Regions from separate parts of the Gossypium hirsutum genome. Here regions 1, 2 and 3 are each linked to region 4. A link is a contact called in public Hi-C data. All regions are on one chromosome and are shown on one strand. The core of a region is the stretch at or near the end of the contact, and the rest is flanking DNA. Distances in the headings are between cores, read along the strand shown. Region 1 holds the start of LOC107917745 (transmembrane ascorbate ferrireductase 1). Region 2 holds the start of LOC107917671 (putative uncharacterized protein DDB_G0287975). Region 3 holds the start of LOC107941846 (protein phosphatase inhibitor 2). Region 4 holds the start of LOC107917707 (pre-mRNA cleavage factor Im 25 kDa subunit 2).

Region 1 (3,264 bases), core at 626-3,125, 180 kb before region 4:
CTCTTCAATTGTAAAAAAGAAAATTACTATTTTGGGTCAAGCAAATTCAATAAATAAATTTGATGTTTCTTTTTGTATTTGGGAAATGGTTTTTTAAACAAATAAAACATGACAAGAAAACAAAAGGGTTAGGAATGTGAGATCATATTTGAAGGAAAAAAATGAAGGAAGTGGAAGAAATAGGCTTTATCCAATAATATTGTAATTGTCAAAAATTTATTGCCATTTAACCTTCTCTGATTGGTTTGGTATTTTTGTGATATCATGCATGACTTCACCACTCCTTTTTTTTATTATTTTTTGTTTGGTTTCTTGTCAATATTCATATTTTGTCATCGCGTTAGTCAGGACAATTAGAGAGCGTAACAAATGATACATTGCCCATCTGTATTTTTAACATACATCAGAACTCAGAAGTAGGGTCAACGTTTTATCGAATTCAACCAAAAAAACTTTTAAGCTATTTGTATTGATGAGTTTTATTTTATCATCTTAATTTAGTTTAATTTTGTTAAATTAGGCCAAATGAAATAAAATTCAAGTCGAGTTGAATTTAGTGAAATTATTCAAGTTAAATTAAAATCTTGTTACTGTATAATTAAATTCATGTTAGAACACATAAATTTGAAATCATATATATTTAAAAACTTTTTCGAAGAAAAAAATATTTTAGTATGATAAACTGAAATTATTAATTAACTTATTTAAGTCCCAAAATTATTATTTAAAAAAATTAATTTTTTTACATATTCTTTAGATTTTTTTAACTTTTAAAAAAAAATCTTAGAATTCTTATAAATATTTTAAAATTTTAAAATTATTTTGATTTTTTTAATGAGAGACTAATTTGCTCATTTTCAAAATCAACAAAGATTAAAAAGGTATTTACACCAATATGTTATTTGAATTATTCGAGTTATTCAAATTATAAAATTCAATAATCGAATTGACTAAAAAAATTAAATCGAATTTTGTTCACACTAAACTTAAAACATGATAAAAACACATGACAAAACTTGAATATAAAATGTTAAAATTTCTAACAGGTCATTTCGTAACATTTTTGTTGTTAACTATAAAAAATTCATTGAACATGCCCATATACAAATAAAAATATATAATACTTAATATTAGCGGGATAATATTTTAAAATTTATAATTATTTAATATTAATAATTTTATCAGACATATATACACATAAAAAACCACGTATTTAGAATACATATATATTTTTACAAATTACATACAATAAATAATAAAACATGTAATTTACAGCTAATAATAAAAGCATGTATGCAATATGAACGAAATTAAAATGAAAACTTAGTTTAAACTATGAGTAAAAAGAAATTAAATAGGTAAATGCATTAGATTAATAATAAAAGAATGCACTCAAATTATTTATTATTTTTCTCTAGCACATCAAAAAAGTTATCATATTAGTAAATGCGATCTATATTGATTATTAATATATATATATATAGTAATTTTTTTGATTAAATTGATATTGAGTTGGCTTGTGACATCAACTTAATCACACACTTAAATAATTGTATATATAGATATATAGAACACAAAGTGAGCGAAAAATATTCCAATATTTTGGTTGGATAAAAAAGTCTAAGATATTTTATATTTTGAGAGTTAAAGTTGTTTTTTATTATTAATTTGTATATAAAGGCATGAAAATATAGGAATTCCTTTTAATAGTATATATTAATTGTTTAAAATAAAATTTTTAATAGAAAATACAAATTTAAATTTAATTAATAATAATAAGTGGGATAGATATTGGGGGTTTGGATAAATTTTTGTTTTTTTTCAAATGGATAATCCCTTATTTGAACCATATTAGAAAAGCAAAAAAGTAGGCTGGTATCCTATGGAGACTGAAATGAAGCACGTGGCGCGACGGCATCCGCGGGGAGAGTGACTAAACTGTGAGTAAAATGTAGAATCCAAACATCTTGATATCCACGTCGCATAAATCAGGATGCAACAAAGATCTCCATCCAACGGTTCATAAATCTCGGAACATCTAGGTAGGAGCCAATTATGATAAGAAAGTCTTTACTTCTTCTGCTCTGCAGTATTTTGCTGGAAAGAAGAGAGCGAACATGGCGATAGGAGTTAAGGCCTTGCACTTGTCGTTTGTGCCTCATGCCCTCGCGATTGCCGGCGCTGTTATGGTATTGGTTTGGTGCATTCACTTCAGGGGTGGATTAGCTTGGGAATCTTCTAACAAAAATCTCATCTTTAATGTAAGTTTTTTCCTTTCTGCTCTTGGGATTCCTCAAAATCTTGTTTCCTTTTCATGGCTTCAACTGCAACTTTGTTTGGTTTCTGTTTCTCCCCTCCGATTATTATCACATAACAGTTCCTTTTGGTTGAATTTGGATGGTGTTAATACCTTCCATCACCAAATTATTCGTATAATCTTAAACTCAGGCACTAAACTAATGATGAAGAAGACTTCTTTTGGGGGTTCCGCTGTTGTTTGATTCCTTGAATTTTATTACAATTTCATGTTCGATTATCCCTTTTTCCCCCTTGCTATAGTTTTGGTTTGGATGCCCCTCAATTATTAGACTTTGATGGTGGCTGGTCAACCTTCATATGGTGGCGGTAGTTAGCCATGTCCCATGGAATATAGTAACCTACCTACTTACCCTTCATTATAATATATTATATGGTCAAGCATCCACATTGTTTTTTCCCATCCTTGTTAGTATTTTTATCCCCTGTTCCTTTTGCCATTTTCCGTATCAAAAACTTGTCTAACATGGTTAAGGTTTCTAGGAGGAAGGAGAATGAGGCACTTGAACCTATTCATGCTAACTGAATTATTTTATAGAGTATTGTATCTGATATCGGTGATCAATAAAATATTCAAATATGAAACATAGGAAGCATACTTGTATCTAACAATATACATATTTCTTACTATATGTTGGAGATGGTGTCCATTAACTTTCTTTGGATTTAACCAACTAATTGAACCCCAAATTTCGTTGTCACAACTAGTTATCCATTTTCTTGACTTATCGAAGCAATCACTCTCATTTGTAGTGTCCAAGAAAGAAAAACAAATTGTATATTAATGGAATAATTGTGGTTTTAAATCATAATTACTGCATTCCAAAGTTTTATCTCATTGTCTTAACGTGACATTTTTGTCTGGATTAATAATGTCTCTTTCATGCTGAATGCTCCATGAATTTTGACATCTAATTCTAAATTGCTTACTGCCATTTACAATTTTAC
Region 2 (2,866 bases), core at 252-2,751, 130 kb after region 4:
TTATTTTGCTTGCTTTGGTTTAATTATTTATTATTAAATTGTTTCTAAATATCTTTTTTCAAAAATATCTTTATGAGATTGATTATTGATTTATTAGATACTTAATCATTAATGTTGATGTATTATATGTTTGGTTGCTGCATATTCTAAACTTGGTTTGTTATTCATCATCTGCTTTATATATTGCTATTCAAATTATGTTGTTTGCAAAAATTGCATTTCTTTAAAGCATTACAATCGTTTTATTTCAAATTTCTAAAAAGGGCTTGGTGTTTATGAGTTCTCGAGAGAATTGTGCCCTAACTTACTGGGCTTCAATTCTTCTCAATGAATTTATATCATCAAGTATCCATTTTATTAAAACTATACAATTGTTAAAATAAAGCTCTTAAGATTACAAAATGTTGGATCCTAACTTACTGAATGTGGCATTTTGTTGTCTCGATAAAAATAAAGGCAATATTTGAGGTTTAAGAATTTCGAGAAATTGAATCCTAACTCACTGAATTTTGATTTCTCGATTGACTTAAACAATCAAGTAACCTTCTTTAAACTCATGATTTTCATAAAAAAAGAACACATTTAATTTCGAAGATAGAATTGTAACACCCTAACTCACTGGGTGTGATAATTTATTTCTTCGAAATAAGTACGTCTTATCATTCAAGCTAGTTCATCCAAGTTTTCTAATCAAGGACCGTATTTTTAAAATCTTTTCAAAAATTCGAAAATAAAATATTGAACAATCAAATCGGTACCAATTTTGGGCGTTACGAGGGTGCTAACCCTTCCTCGTGCGTAACTGACTCCCGAACCTATTTTCTCAAATCTCGTAGACAAAATTTGTTTTAAGGTGAGCCGATCACACCCTAATAAAATATCAGTGACGACTCCCATTTATTTTAAAAAGTCGATTCCTTTTTTTCAAATTTAAAAATGGTTTCGACAGCCGGCTTTTAGGATCGACAGGAATAGCTGACTAAGACGATTCTGCACGATTGGGGTTCTTCGGTTGGCTTGGGCAGAGGGACTGCATGGGGCTTGCTGGTTCGGCTGCAGTTGGGTTTGGTTGGTTGGCTCCGAGGGGATCTCTCGCTCTGGACACCGTGGGGTTGTCTGCGATTCGCTGCCGCTACCGTTGGTCACCTCCTTCTCCCCACTTTAGCTGATCGGCAAGCTTGGCGTTGCATCTTTCGGCTTTGGCTGCTGCGAACCACGGATTCTGTTGTTGACAGCTCCTTCCAGGGTTTGTTTTGTTTTTCTTTTGGCGGGAAGTTGCTTGAACTGGATTTGTCTTTGTTTGTTTTTGTTTTTTTGTTTTGGGCTTGGCCCAGGTGTATGTTCGTTTTGTTTTGGATTTCTGCTTGTCTTTTTTTGCTTTGTTTTCCCATAAATGACCCAGTTTACATAATTGGAAAAGAATTTTGAGTACAGGGTCCGGCCATATACCCCTGTCAAGCCCATAAAAATTTGGAAAGTTGAATTAAGGGTAAAAAAGGAATTTAGCACTGTCAAAAGCATCCCCCAATGTAAGAGCCGCGCCACTGCGGCGGCCGATTCCCCCAAAATTCAATTTAAATGTTCCCCGTTTCTCTTGAATCAATCAATTATCCAACCGTTTTTGTTTGCAGATAAAGTGGGAAAGAAAAAGAATGCAGATCCAGGTAAAGTGTAGTTGTGGGGCAGAGAAGTGCCCTGAATGGGCAATTATCGAATTGCAAGGCGTGGTTGAAGTGCAGCCTTCTTTCCAGCATTCTCTCCAAAACCTCCAAATCGGACTGCTTTGCCGCCCTTCTTCCCAGGTTTTTTTTTTGCTTTTTCTTTTAGATTATTACACTGATACGCCCCATTACACTTTCATGTTAACTAAATCTGCAGGAGAATTACACTTTCACGGTCGGCTATCATGAATTAACGGGGTCCAAAGTGGCCCTTAAGAAGCCCATGGTGGTTCTCAAGAAAATTAAGTACATGGACGTGGCTACTTCTTCTTCATCATGCGTAGAGCTCGATGTTGTTGGAGTTATTCGCCACAAGATTTTGTTCAAGACCAGGCCCACGGCCTTGATCTCTGGTTAGCTTTACCTAATCATTTCTGAAAATAAATAAATAACTTTTATTCTCCTCTTGAAGTTGCTAACATAGGCAAAACCTTATCAAGCTTGTATATTTCTGATATTTTATTGTTGTTTTGAACAGGACCACAACCCACAGTTAAGGAAAAGATTAATGCGGCAGGTGCCTGATGGTACTTGAATGTTTCTAACTTGCTAAATGCTTGTTTAATTAACTATGTCAGTGGTGCTTGTTGTTTTGAGATGCTTTCTTTTGTTTTTGCCCCCTTGATCTACTCATCGTCTAGGTAGTCATGTTTTGGCTGTGTAATATTAATTAATTGTTTTATATAAATTTTGATGACACTTGTTAAATCTCCATTAATGAAGTCTTAGCACAGTTGGTAAAAGTGGAGGTTTGGGTTTTAAGTATCTAGATTCAAAATTCATTGTATAGGGTATCTGAATCCCACCATGAGTTGTAAGTTTTAGTTCAGTTACTCAGTTTTAATTTAGATTCTTCCAGTTTTTAGTTTGTTTGTGCTGAACTGTAAAAATTTGATTCTAAACTTTGTGATTATTAAGACATATTTGTATTGGTATCCTTGTGACTTCAAAAATTGGCTAAATCTAGTGTGGTATAATTATGTGTCATGCGAGGCTTAGATTTAAACATGATTCTTGAAAAGTTGGTTCCATGGTATTGTTTCTTGATGTGCTCATTCTTTATGCTATGGCATTTAAAGAGATACTTATCTTCTTCCCTCAACAATTTGTTGTTTATCCACTAACAGCATGCAAACCCAGTTCAA
Region 3 (3,243 bases), core at 276-2,775, 170 kb after region 4:
AGACCTGCATTCTACAAATATGTTGCCTTCATGTTCATCTTGAATGCACTAGAACTGTTTGCTTTACCTAGAGCTTCTTTCTAAAGATCAATATACCGATATTGCTGTGGGAACATATCCAAAAATGTAGAATGTGCTTTACCTAGAGCTTCTTCCTAAATATCAGTTAGTCCTTGATTTTTTTTTCAGTATGTACTATGTGTTATCAAGTAGATTTGGAGTTTGAATATCTACATCTAAATTATTTTCATTTCCAAGCAGAGATCTTTTCTGATCAATTTTCTTGTAACAAAATAAATAGTATCATTGTGTTTGTTATTGTAGAATTACAAGAGTCTTGTACTAATAGAATTTGATGGAGTTTGAATGGCTCACAGGTTTGATGGAGTTTATTTTTTAATTCTTTTTTAATTTTTTAATTATGTTCAATTATAATTAACACTACAAAAATTATCTCAACAAACGAAACAAAAAAAAAAGTAAAATGCTACAAACAAATCATGTTTTCTTTTTTTAAAAAAAAGAAAGATATTTAACACACTATATTATTCAAATGGGTTTTTTTAATAATAATTATTAAGTCATCAATTAATCAAATCCACAAAATCAATTATTTTAGATTATATTTTATAGTATTATATATTATGATTTTAGTAAATTCGTATAAGAATATTTAATACTAAGAATTTTATTAAATTATATATTTATATTAAATTATATTTAATAATAATTATTTTAGATTATATTTTATAGTATTATATATTATGATTTTAGTAAATTCGTATAAGAATATTTAATACTAAGAATTTTATTAAATTATATATTTATATTAAATTATATTTAATAATAATTATTTTAGATTATATTTTATAGTATTATATATTATGATTTTAGTACATTCATATAAGAATATTTTAATATTAAGAATTTTATTAAATTATATTTTTTTATTAAATTATATTTAATAATTATTATTTTAAATTATATTTTATACTATTATATATTATAATTTTAGTAAATTCATATAAGAATTTTATTAAATTATAATATATTTAATTATAATTATGTTTAAATATGATTAAATTATTTATTATTGATAATAATAATCTTATTAAAATTTAAATAACAATAACAATAATCATTTACCAAAACAAATTTATGCTAAGGGTATTCTAGTCATTTTAGTTTTTTCCATTATGCTATTACACCTCTATTCCATTCAACCAAACACAAGATTACTATTACGCCTCTATTCCATTACATTCAACCAAACAGTTGATTTGCTATTACACCTCTAATCCATTACACCTCTATTCCATTACGCCTCTAATCCAATACAGCGAACCAAACGTGGTCTAAGATTTCAGCGTTGCCTTTGGGCGCCAAGAACTTGCGTGCCAAGATCTACACTGATATTTATGAGTCAACAAAAAAGTCAACTAAAACAAAGGTGGAGATAACCCAATTGCATTCGGATTCAACCGGTAATTGAAATTAATGAAAGGGTAGAATTGGTAAAATAAATAATAATATAAAATACTTAAAATCCCCCAAAATGGAAATTTTTTGGTATTCAAAATCAACAGGAGCGATCGGAAGGTACAAATTTCTCTCTCCAATTGCTTTTTCGTTTTCTTTTCTCGGTGAATTTGAAATTCCTTCGGTGAAACCTTAAATTGATGGAAATATTTTCCTGATTGTTAATGGTTATTGGGGTTAATTTTGCCGTTTTAACTTTTCTTGTTTATATTATCCATTTTCTCAGCATCCATCTGAACTGAGCTTGATAGCCTGATCCTTGGACTGAATTAGCTATATACTTCATTCATTTGATTATTGTTTATGTCGCCTTTTGCTTCTTGGTTCTTTTGATTCTAGGTTTAATTACTTGCATGTACTTGTATTTTTTTACTATAATTTCTTATATTTATATATTTAGGGATTTCTGGTTAAGTAGTTGTGTAACTATGCAATCACTTTCGGTTTCATTTTCTTGTGCCCCTGATTCATGCACTAGTTAACTGGTTTAGGCATCATCCATTTTGAGTGTACATTAATTCTTTTTGTCCTTGCTTTTTTTTTTTTTAAATTGTTTTGGATCTTAAGAGTGGTAAACCACAAATCTTTGGACGTATTAGTGTTTACATTTGGGAATTGAGAATCTCTGTGACTCAACATGGCTACTGATTTGCTTATGGATGTAGCCCTAGAATAGTGAGATTTTGCTGCCAGGTTTTGTCTTGATGAAGTTGCCCTTGAGGATTAGTTTATTTAGGATAATTCTGTTTTCCTCTCATGGCCGCTACTGGCTTTTTTTGTTTTTAGGTTTGACATGGTTCTCTGGAGTGTGAGTAGTTAAGCTTTTGCCACATTTGGTGTTGTAACTTCTTTTCTTTTCTAGTACCAAATTTCTGAATTTGTATTGTTATCAACTCAAAAGACTCTGCCTTTGAACTCTTTCCAGTTTGATTCTTTTTTTGACACTCTTATGCTTAATATAAAGTAAAAGCCAGCACAAGCCTGATTTTAGCATGAATTAGTAATTTCGCTCTGCATTATCTGCATAATAGTTTAGTGTTTCATTTTTTTTTTGTTAAAAGTGTAGCTAAGTGATTACAATAATGTTTCATTGGATCAGGACTACTTGAAGCTTGCTGTTAAAACACCGTAATTTTCCAGATGAAGTAATTCAGAATATCTTCCTTGTTCTTTTATTTGGTTTCCTTTTGGCTCTTTTGGAAGCAGACGGGATGAGATGATTGATGGTTAACTTTATCGTATTCAAAATTGCTTCTATCTTTATTCTTTATAGCATATAACAAGATATTACTATATTTGAAGCTTCTTGCATTTCTGGACACTGGAACTTCTGAGCCAAATAGAAATCTAACTTCTGCTTCAACTTTTAGCTTGTTTTCTCCCCATTTAGGTTTCAGCTAACTAGTTCTACATGTGACTTTTTCCTTTTTCTTTTTTTAAATATATTAACAATGCAGATTGTCCGTTTTAAAAGAGAATGGATTGTTCTAATTATGCAATATTCATAAGGTGTTTCTTCATTTTAGAAATGACTCTTTAACATATGAATGCATGGCTTGATATAACTGTAGGTGAGCCCATTCCACCAGCAAAAATAGGTAAAAAATTGCCAATTTTAGTCATATATATGTTATGCCAAGTCTATAATTTAGATGTAACACTTTAATGAGGAAGGATACAGTATACTTATCTAGAAATCAGCCT
Region 4 (3,135 bases), core at 466-2,965:
ACAAGATAACAAGGAACAGAAAGAAATGTGAATTAAAGAAAATGTTTCCAAGCTACACCATTACAATGATCAATGGAAATTGTTAGGAAACATGACTAGTCATCATAGTAAGATAGTTACAAAAATCTGTACCTGCCAGTCTGGCACAAGAGCAGGTGAATTAGCGCCAAGCTTGCTGGTCAGCTTCCTTTTCAAACCCTCAATCTCTGAAGCCAAACAAACATAAGAGCATAGGTATTACAAAGGACACAGAATCTCCAAAATAGCACAGCAGAAACGATGTAAGGAGAACAACATAATATGAAAATAGTTAAAAGATGATACCATTCTCTCCAGGCTTCAGTCGTCCACCAGGAAGTTTGCAGAATGTGTTCCCAATTTGCAGAAGAAGAATGTGAGGATGATTATGTTCTTGGACCTGCATGAGAAGGTAGTATAAGCAATCGAAGGGGAAAATAAAAAAAACATTAAAATGGTCATCATTAGAAGCCAACTTTTTGTAAACCACACAAAAACTATGGTAAGTAGTAAGTTCAGCAAAAGCACAAGATAAACTCATAATGCCAAAGAGAATGCTAATTCCTTTAGATATTATCATAGACAATGATAATTAAAATATACATATAAATTCCATATAAAAGGGGCCCTTCATGTATTAGGATGTAATTCCTCTTTATACACATAAGATAGTTGTAAATTTCTTCCAGGTTGACTATCATGGTCATATGTAAACACATGTACGAGCTAACTACTGTGTATAGAAAAGTGGGAGTGAAAGCCATTACCACACATTTTTGCAAAAGAGAGAGAAGCATAAACATTATAAGGTTAAATCTTGTGGTTATTATGATGTAATGGCTAAACAGAGGTACAGTTACATACCAATAAAATTGCTTCAACGCTAGTTCTCATGCCCTCTTTCATGTAACTGCAACTCCAATAAAAAAAATCGATTACTAACTTAAGCTCGTAAAGGAAAGTTTCAAAATGTCAATCTGTAAGTAATCTAATGACATCCATGATAAATTCTTCAAGTAATTGGCACCTGTTTTCTTTTTTGAAAAAGGGTTTTCTTGCTTTTGCTTACCCAAAAACCAAGTCAATACTTTTACATCGTCTAAAATACGAGAAACAAAATCAAAATCTCAGTTCAAATGTTATATGGTTTTTACCAGTAAATAGGTTTTGAACTACATATTGCCCCCAGATCCCAACATGATCTAAGAAACGAGAAGCAGCTAGGGTTTCGAAGACCACCGACTCAACTAATTCGAACAGTCCAACACAAAGCAATTCAAAATTAGCCCTTTTTTCCTCATTTTCTTTTCCATATTTCTGAAACAGAATAGTACAAAGGAACCCTAAGCACATGAAAACCCAACCTCAAGTCAGCATTCTCAGGAGCCAAAAGGAAAATTGGGGTTTATCTAGGGTTTTTAAAAATCCTGGAAAAATATGAAATTATACAAGGAATAAAATGAAGAAAGTGAAAAAATGAATTACTTGACTTTCATGCGAGCAAGGCGATCGGCGACGGACGTGTCCTTCTCCATCTTCGGCTCTTTGGTACCAAAGGTGTAGCTGGACAAAGGGTACGTGTTAACCACAGGTGACATTACCATCTCTCCCTCTCCGAGTCGAAACGTTTGTTTCCCCGGCGGCAAATTCGATTGTGGGTAGGGAGAGGGAAGGGTGTGAAAAGGTTAATGAATATGGTCTTATTAATGAGTTCAGCCCATTGAAAATAATCAGGAAAGGGCCTAACCATTGTTGTAAAATGGGCTTATGTTATTAGGCTCATAGCATTTGTCGATATGTCACATTACTCATTAGCTGCTATTTCCGCTCCTTCTTAATCCTTTCTAATACAACCATTACAAATAGGTCCATCGTATCAACATCATCAAATAAGCGCAGGAAAAACCAAAGATTTGAGTTTAAAAATGCTCAATAATGGTGATCTCAAATTGAAGTTTTGCCCGAGGTACAGTCTTCCTACACTTGCTCTATAAGTCCAATTGTGATTGGTATATAAGAAAATACAACACAAAGCTACTAGAAATCTAATTAACGTAAGTATTTACAATAGAATCTAAAAAGAAAATTGCAAGGAAATTGGTACAAAACCCTAAAAATATTAAAGAAATCTTTTTTGTCCATCCTTACCTCCATTGAACTTAAGTAAACTGCAAATCAAGCTGCACCATCGCGACAATACTGGTTCATCATTGTGACTTACTCCACTATTTTGCAACACGGTCTCTCCTTGGCACACATGTGACCATTAGAAGTCAATGGCAAATGTCGCGACTTCTTCTCAAAGTTGAGACACTTGCTACTACCATTTCTCCAACATTGCTTCTAGCACTCAGGACTTTCATATAAAGTAATGATGAATTACGCGCAACTCAAAATATTAGAAAGTGTTTGAATAGTTGAAATGTTTGGTGCTTGTGTGCTTGATTCATGTCACCCCATTAGAAAGATGACAAGCAAAATGGTTGAGTTAGACTTGAGCTATTTCATACATTTCATACCATTTTTGGGTTTCCACCCTCTTCTTTTTTATATATATTCTTAGGGATAATTTGATCTCAAAAGATACCATTCCTATTTTTCCTAAACGAGCACTCATATTTTTAACTCCACCTTTTTCTCTTCAATTTGAAAAAGGTCCTAGATACATATACAAGAAAACAAACATTAAGGAGGCGTTTGTTTAATGGGAAATGATTTACCGGAAATATTTTATATATTTTCTTGTAATTATTTTTTAGAAAATAAGCCCTTTTTTTTTCTTGTAAGCTGACTTACCTTTTTGAAAAGTATAAATCATTTTTTGGAAAAGAGCTCTTTTACGAGTAATTTTAATTTTGCAGAAAAATTAACTTGAATCATGCATGATATTATTATAATATTTTTTTGAAATATATTATTTTTTATTTTTAAAATTGTTTAAAAATATTAATATCAAATATTTTAATGTTCAATATTATTAAACATACATTTAATAATATAATAAATTAATAATATAACTTATTATTTTAACAAATTATTTAATATTACAATTTAATTTTAATAAATTTTAACAATAATAATTTTAAATTTTAAATAATATTCTTAATATATTATTGA

The links. Hi-C and Micro-C count contacts between places; a contact is called where the count stands out from the background.
Region 1: a contact with region 4 is called in a Hi-C map of callus, with 2.9 times the contacts expected there. The contact joins the promoter of LOC107917745 here to the promoter of LOC107917707 in region 4. A contact is called at or near these places in 3 of 34 Hi-C or Micro-C datasets (callus and leaf).
Region 2: a Hi-C map of leaf shows a contact between it and region 4, with 3 times the contacts expected there. The contact joins the promoter of LOC107917671 here to the promoter of LOC107917707 in region 4. A contact is called at or near these places in 11 of 34 Hi-C or Micro-C datasets (anther, fibers, hypocotyl and 2 more).
Region 3: a Hi-C map of leaf shows a contact between it and region 4, with 2.3 times the contacts expected there. The contact joins the promoter of LOC107941846 here to the promoter of LOC107917707 in region 4. A contact is called at or near these places in 2 of 34 Hi-C or Micro-C datasets (hypocotyl and leaf).

Annotation. Positions count from the first base shown.
Region 1 is chrD08:36,365,592-36,368,855 of Gossypium_hirsutum_v2.1, reverse strand. It overlaps LOC107917745 (transmembrane ascorbate ferrireductase 1), which reads left to right and starts at 1,875. Exons shown (of 4, transcript XM_016847040.2): 1 at 1,875-2,261. The coding sequence starts at 2,118.
Region 2 is chrD08:36,053,283-36,056,148 of Gossypium_hirsutum_v2.1, reverse strand. It overlaps LOC107917671 (putative uncharacterized protein DDB_G0287975), which reads left to right and starts at 1,501. Exons shown (of 4, transcript XM_016846973.2): 1 at 1,501-1,802; 2 at 1,879-2,074; 3 at 2,200-2,248; 4 at 2,849-2,866. The coding sequence starts at 1,653. The coding sequence ends at 2,246.
Region 3 is chrD08:36,014,394-36,017,636 of Gossypium_hirsutum_v2.1, reverse strand. LOC107941846 (protein phosphatase inhibitor 2) reads left to right here and starts at 1,525. Exons shown (of 5, transcript XM_016875470.2): 1 at 1,525-1,599; 2 at 2,639-2,684. The coding sequence starts at 2,680. It overlaps LOC107957559 (a long non-coding RNA gene), which reads left to right. Exons shown (of 5, transcript XR_001700493.2): 5 at 1-250. LOC121219795 (a long non-coding RNA gene) reads right to left here and starts at 78. Exons shown (of 2, transcript XR_005916684.1): 1 at 1-78.
Region 4 is chrD08:36,188,162-36,191,296 of Gossypium_hirsutum_v2.1, reverse strand. It overlaps LOC107917707 (pre-mRNA cleavage factor Im 25 kDa subunit 2), which reads right to left and starts at 1,715. Exons shown (of 7, transcript XM_041098139.1): 1 at 1,504-1,715; 2 at 883-928; 3 at 325-418; 4 at 133-206. The coding sequence starts at 1,622.